Linked DNA regions of Mus musculus: region 1 is linked to region 2. A link is a contact called in public Micro-C data. All regions are on one chromosome and are shown on one strand. The core of a region is the stretch at or near the end of the contact, and the rest is flanking DNA. Distances in the headings are between cores, read along the strand shown. Region 1 holds the start of Nln (neurolysin (metallopeptidase M3 family)). Region 2 holds the start of Mast4 (microtubule associated serine/threonine kinase family member 4).

Region 1 (3,451 bases), core at 638-3,137, 780 kb after region 2:
CCCAGCAACCACATGATGGTTCACAACCATCTGTAGCGGGATCTGATGCCCTCTTCTGGTGTGTCTGAAGACAGCTACAGTATACTCATATAAATAAAATAAATAAAGCTTAAAAAAATTCTTCTCTTTCTACCTATATATGAATGTGAAGTAAGGTTTTCCTTCTTAAATCAAAATAAAATGGAGAAACAGCTTAAATGTACAGGTATGTGTAGTAATCAAGCCATTTTGTATTAAGTCACTCCAGCATCCACTGACAAGATAAATGGAAAAATACGCATATATTTATTACTACTTGATAAACATTAATCTTTATGAATGTCCCAGTTTTTTTTTTAAAGATTTATTTATTTATTATTATATGTAAGTACACTGTAGCTGTCCTCAGACACTCCAGAAGAGGGAGTCAGATCTCGTTAAGGATGGTTGTGAGCCACCATGTGGTTGCTGGGATTTGAACTCTGGACCTTCGGAAGAGCAGTCGGGTGCTCTTACCCACTGAGCCATCTCTCCAGCCCGAATGTCCCAGTTTTAATTGTATATGGTTAACTATCGGTAGATATAATCGACAACAACAAAATTAATGTTCCTAGGTTTTCAGCAATTTTTAAAGGTAAAGGGGTCTTAATATTAAAAAGTTAGAAAAGAGAGCTAGCAGCGTTATAATGGAAATTTATTCTCTCTTCTTGCTTTCCATTAAATGGAAAAAAGAACTTCATTTGACAGCTTTACCACTTCCAGCCTGGAGACCAGAAAACAACAAACCTTGCTCAAATAATGGTCACAGTCATCAGGTGAACTCTGAAGAATCACTATTGTCCCCTGGGTGCACAAGGGCTAAGGAACACAGTGATCCACGCAGATGAGTGGCAAAGCACAATAGAAAATGACGAAAAGCAGAAATGCTGATGGTTGAAATAGTTGTGTGCACATCTACAAACCCCACAAAGTTCTTTTTTCCCCGTTGAACTTTCACATGAAATTTCAGTGTAAGGCAGATTTGGCAATGGGAGGTGGTGGCGGCTTTGTTCCCGAAAACCCGGCATATCCGTGCAAAGAATTTAATTCTCTCACCATTTTGCTACTGGTCTGTTGCAGAGGGGTGTGGTTAGAGCGCTAGGAAGCAATTCAAACCGTGTCCAAGCAACAATTCTGGACCAAGTCAATTTGCCAGGTTAAGAGATCGAATGTTTTAAGGAAGGAGGGATATAAAAATGAAGTTAGAAAGCAAGGACGGAAATAAGTATGAAAACCAAAGCGGTCTCGGGTGTATATTAAACGCCTGGACCGCTAACAAGTGCATGAGGTGCGTACGAAAATGCTTGCTTTCTGGAGTCCACAGCTGCGGCACTCTCTGTATCAGGTCCGCAGGTCTGAAGGGCGCGTCGGTCTATCCTTCCGTATTTATTTTGGGTTGGGTCTGTGAACCCAACAATTCTCACAGACTGCGGCTGAAGCAATCCCAAACAAAGGGGAAAGGACGGCCTCCTGGGGGAAGCGGCAAGGGAAAGGTGGCCCCAGGTTGCTGCACCAGGTGTCCCTACAGAGTCCATCAAGCAGGCAGAGGGAAAGAACAGTCCCAGAGGCATCCTGGGTGGGTGTAGTAGGGCTGCACCAGGCCCCACGGCTGTCGTCGACAGACGACCCCACCCTTGCCCACGGTCAAGGTTAACCCGCCCACTAGAGTACCTGTGGAGGCCTCGCAGAGCCGAAAGGCACAGGGTGATCATGGGCAGGCCGGGAGGCCGGCAGCAGCTGGCGCGTGGTCCTCCGGCTTGGTAGGTGCAGGAGGCGGGCGGTGGAGTCTGCGAGCCCGGAAGCCGAGAGCGGGCAGAGCGGAGCAGACCAGATCTCGAGACTGAGGCCGCTAGCCAGCGCCCTCCCACGTGCTGCAGGCCCACGCCTACGCCGTGGCCCCGCCCCTAGCCCCGCCCCGCATCCGGCTCCGTCCCCGCCCCGAGTCCATCGCCCCGCCCCTCTCTCTGCCCCGCCTCCACCCCACCCCTCCGTGCCCTGCTCCGCCCCTGGGGCGGATCCAGCAAGCACTGTCGTCCGAGAGCCTTGCGAGCAGCCGGGTGGGCTGAGGGGGCGGCGGCGGCGGCAGCATTGGAGCGGGGGAAGTTTGGGAGCCGTGGCCCCCTCTGCGATCCAGAACACCGCTCAAGCCCCGAGGACCGCGGGGACAGGCGGACCCGCTTCCCGACGCCCCCGGGCCCGCAGCCGTCATCTCGTGTCCTCTCGTGGTAAGGGGCTTCTCTCTGGAAAGGGTGCGTCTCCCGCAGCCCCAGATGGAGGCCTGCACCGCGCACCCCCTGCAAACACTGTCTGGGCTGAGGCAAAGCCGGGGTACAACGGGGAGGGAACCATGGGGGTGGGAGGTGGATGTGATTGGAGATGTAGGAGGGGAAGCTTGGAGGAGGTTGGACAGCTCTCCCCACCCCCATTCTGTTTCCCTCTTCTGCCCCGGGTCCTTAGTCAGAGAGTGAAATAACCTCTCTGGCCTAGGGAGTAGATTCGCCTTTAAAAGAAGTACAAAGCTAATAAACATCCTAGAAGCGGGTACCACACCCTGGCTGTGAATTAGGGATCCCGGGGAGCAGATTGCTGATACGATTTAGTGGAAATAAGCCATTAATGCCACCTGGCCCTGCGCCACTGTTTGGATGCATAGTATTCCATGTGAATGAACGCGGCCAGGAGCTTCCAGCTTGTCCACGAGAGCACAGCTACTGCAGGCAGGGGCAGATCGGTTTGTACTATCTATCGGGTTAGACGGTGATTTCTGACCAGTGTACTGATTAAATAGAAACGCCGGGTTTTAACAATAACACTCAATGGTTGAATAACCTTTCCACAGAGCCTTGTCGTCAGCAAGTGACTCTTAACCTACAAAAGTAGTAGAGTATAAATGATTAATACATTAAAAAAAATCTCTTGGAATAAAGGAAGATGCTCTCACTATGGCTCACATTCTGAGTCAGCAGTACGAGATCTCCCTCAACTTAGAAGCGAGGCCTTTCAAGGGTGATTCTCCATATGTCTGCACTCCTATACTTTCTTGTATCTGTATCATATATGCTGTTAAGACACGGTGAGCTCTAGGCGTTGCTACACATGTTTTGAAAATCTGTCTTTGTTATTTTTATTTTTTTACTGATGCAAGCTTTAACATAGTTGAATAGTGCTGGGTCTGAATGAGCATGTGGAATACATGACTATAACCACTTGTGCTTTCTGGACCCTTTAAAGAGAGAAAAGTAATCAAGGTAATGAATATTTTTGCTTTTATTGCTTTGAACTTGGTGGATGACCCTTGTTATTTTCTTCTTCTTTTTTAATCAAGGAGATATTTAAGCGTCTAAAATGTCATCTGTGAAGCCCCTAGTTTATGCAGTTATTCGTTTCTTGCGGGAACAAAGTCAGATGGATGCATATACTTCTGATGAACAAG
Region 2 (3,215 bases), core at 386-2,885:
CGGGCTCTGTTTACTTCTTCTAAGGACAAAGGCAATTGTTTCCTACTGCTAATCCCAGCAGAGACCGGGGAAATACCAGTCTGGCACGGCGGAATTAATTTCACACGGAAGACTACGCTAGGGTCATGTTTTATTTATGGTCCTGTCTGATCAAGATGATTTCTCCCACAAGAGATGTCCAAAGCAAACAATCTTAAAGACTTGGAGAATCTTCCTTTCCTGTCTTCCAAAGTAAGAGGGGAAAGGGGCGGAGGGGGGCGGGGGTGAGAAGAAAACCAGAGATAGCAACCTAGTGGATTACAAAACTCGGTGTGTCAGGAAGAGACCGATAATTTTTGGATGCACAGCCTTCGAAGAAATGAGGCTAGACAAAGTCCTCTGAACAAGACACATCCTATCCAGATTGGTGACAGCGCTCCTCTGGACACTGAGTCCAAATAGGAGCCGGCGCGATAGGCTTAGCATGGGGAATCTTCCTCTTCCCCAGGATGAAAGGTGAAGCGACCACCAAAACCACCCACGGGCGACTCCAGCGTATTCTGGTCTCTGACACCCCAAGAAGCAACTCCACAGTCACCACTCCCACCAGCGTCAAACGCTCCAGGTCTCCCGCTCCATCCAAGACCGCAGTGATTAGCGATTCCCACGTCTAAGAATCTGGATATGAGTTGTGGGGACAAGCCAAGCTTTCAGATCACATTCAATAGCTAAGGACCCAAGCAGATACAGACATGAAGGGATCGATCGGCTCAGTGACACTTCCAAAGCACACGGTCGGGTAGCCCATGTAGACAAGCGCGCGAGGACAACCACTAGAAGTCAAGGACCCACAGAGTCTCCTGACAGTCACTATCCCAGGCTGTAGCAGAGCACCTTTAGTTCCCTCCCCTCTCCAAGACACCAGCGCGCACGCAAAGGGACCTAAAGGGCCCCTACAGCCGGGACCTGGAGGGTGTGGGATGGGACAGACTGAGCCCACCTCTTCATCCTGCTCCTCTTGGGATGCGCTGCTGACCTGGGGCACCGGCAGCACCGCTCCTCCCGGGTGCGGCAGCGGCAGGGTAGGGACTCCACGCTCCAGAGCCACGCGCGCGGGAGCCCACGCGGCGGGTAGCCGGGTTCCCAGGGCGCCGCCCGGCGGCCGCGGCGGCTGCGACCTGCAGGAGAAGCGGCTGGGCTCCCCTTCCTCCGACAGAGTTTCCGAGCCAGAGGATGACTCCGCTGAGGAAGCGCCCTCCGAGGACACGGCTGCCGCCGAAGAGACTAGGGTCCGGGCGCCGTGTCCGCTGCAGCCCCGGGGCACGGGCTCAGGCGCCTCGGAAACTTTCTCCCCCATGTCCCTTTTCGGCCCAAAGTGCCGTCCGAGGGGTGGCGGTGCGCTCGGCGCCTCCCGAAGAAGCCCCGGCTGCTCTGCTGTGTCTGGATCGCGCTGCGGCTCCCGGGCTGCGGGGAGCGCCGCCGGCGACTACATGACAGAGGTTGGACCACAGGAGCGCGTCGCCAAGTTCACTGCCGCCGTGGCTCGGCTGCTGACATGGACTCCCGCGCGCGGGGCCATGCCCACCGCGATCGGCGCTCCGCGCTGCGCCCGAGCCGCCGGGACTGCGGCTTCTCCCGCTAAACCTGCCTCCGGGACGGAGCGGAGGAGACGGGCAGCCCGCGGAGCCAATGGCAGCGCAGGCGCGCTGGTGGGCGGAGGCTGCGGAGCCGCTGGCCGCGCGGGCGTCAGGTAGGGGAGGTGGGGCCAGGAGCGGGCCACCCGATCCCGCGGGAGCTCTGGGTGCGCGGGGCAGCCCCACGGCGCGGGGATCCACAGGGCCGACGCGGAGTCCGCGGACTTAACTCGGTCTGGGACTCAGAAATGGGTGGGGGAGTGGCCGTCTGTCCTTGGGACGTGGGTGGGAGATGGCTGAGTGAGGCGAGACCTTGGAGAACCGGACTTTTAGTCTCCAAAAAGTGAAATCGGGGAAATTAGGCGGGAGGATTCGCGTGAAAACGGAAGCGCGCGGCCAGTCACGCGCAAACTCACGCTCCCACCCGTGTGCAGAGAGCGAAGTCCGTGGTGGGTGGAGAGAGGGGATCCAAACGCAGCCCATCTCCAAGCCTCTTTCTGGATAAACCTCTTGGGCCTCAGTTTCCTCAAATTGTAAAGGGAAGCGTCAACACCGATGTTGTCTGGCAATAAGACTAGATAGAGCAAAATAAAGTGTCAGCAGAGTTCCCGGCTTGGACACAAGCCAAGGTCTCCAAAGATGATTTTTCTGTATTTCTGCTTAGAAACTAAAGTTAAGTCAAAGACACGCGCTTGTGACAAAGGAAGGAAACAGCTGATGCTCTGTGTTTAGGACCAGGCTTTATCAGAACGGTCTTAGCAGCTCTTTGCGGTTCTGCCGCTGGGCTAAGGGACATTCCTAACTGGCTTTCTCTAGCCCTGCATAGGCACAACGCGGCCGACCTGGGGCCTCATTTTTCCTTTCCTATAAGAACAAGGAGAAAGAGCTTCCACCAAAGCACCAACAGAATAATCACCTTAACCTTTGTGGTGTCTTGGATCTGCTGGGAAGCCAGTGCGGAGTTAGGCAGCGAGAAATAAATGAGTCCTACTTGCCTTCAGCTCCAGACCCGTCTGAGCTCCACACCGTGACCCGAGGTATAAATTCAGCCAGCTTCCATTCCACAGACGTTGATTGAGATGTGTGCCAGTTGGTTGCAGGGGATACAAAGATGAATACGGCAGGTCTCCTGCCCTTGAGGAGCTTGTGGTCGGGGGAGAGATTGATATTGCATAATACCGCCTCATTATTCATGTTTAAAAGCTCTGGTAAGTGCTACAATGTGCCGTGGGAGAAGAGGGGAAGAATTACACCGAAGCCATTGCAGATCTTCAAGCCGAGGAGTCCTCCAGAATTTTACATTTCTCTCTGTCAGAACAGGTCTGCCAAGGGTCCTTGAGAAAAGGACTGGAGTTGAAAGCCCCGTTGGCTAATGAGCCCTTTTATGCTACCTTAGTATTTACAAGTGATAATGGGGGCGGGGGGGGGGGTGCTCATCTAGTCTGGACAGGCGGCTTTGTCCTGAATACTTTCCGACTGCCTCTGAAGAGGGAAGCTGTAGGATGTGACCCTCTGGCTGTGGATAGCTGTCAGAGTTGCATTGTGACACTTCAGAATGATCCAAAGGGAAGGGAAGACCTGCTGAGGTAAAAGGACATTCAG

Evidence for each region. Hi-C and Micro-C count contacts between places; a contact is called where the count stands out from the background.
Region 1: a contact with region 2 is called in a Micro-C map of embryonic stem cells, with 4 times the contacts expected there. The contact joins the promoter of Nln here to the promoter of Mast4 in region 2. A contact is called at or near these places in 1 of 39 promoter capture datasets (stem cell-derived epiblast-like cells) and 1 of 484 Hi-C or Micro-C datasets (embryonic stem cells).

The regions. Positions count from the first base shown.
Region 1 is chr13:104,107,727-104,111,177 of GRCm38.p6, forward strand. It overlaps Nln (neurolysin (metallopeptidase M3 family)), which reads right to left and starts at 1,888. Exons shown (of 13, transcript NM_029447.2): 1 at 1,690-1,888. The coding sequence starts at 1,730. Sgtb (small glutamine-rich tetratricopeptide repeat (TPR)-containing, beta) reads left to right here and starts at 2,015. Exons shown (of 11, transcript NM_144838.2): 1 at 2,015-2,243; 2 at 3,344-3,451. The coding sequence starts at 3,364.
Region 2 is chr13:103,332,857-103,336,071 of GRCm38.p6, forward strand. It overlaps Mast4 (microtubule associated serine/threonine kinase family member 4), which reads right to left and starts at 1,636. Exons shown (of 29, transcript NM_175171.3): 1 at 980-1,636. The coding sequence starts at 1,336.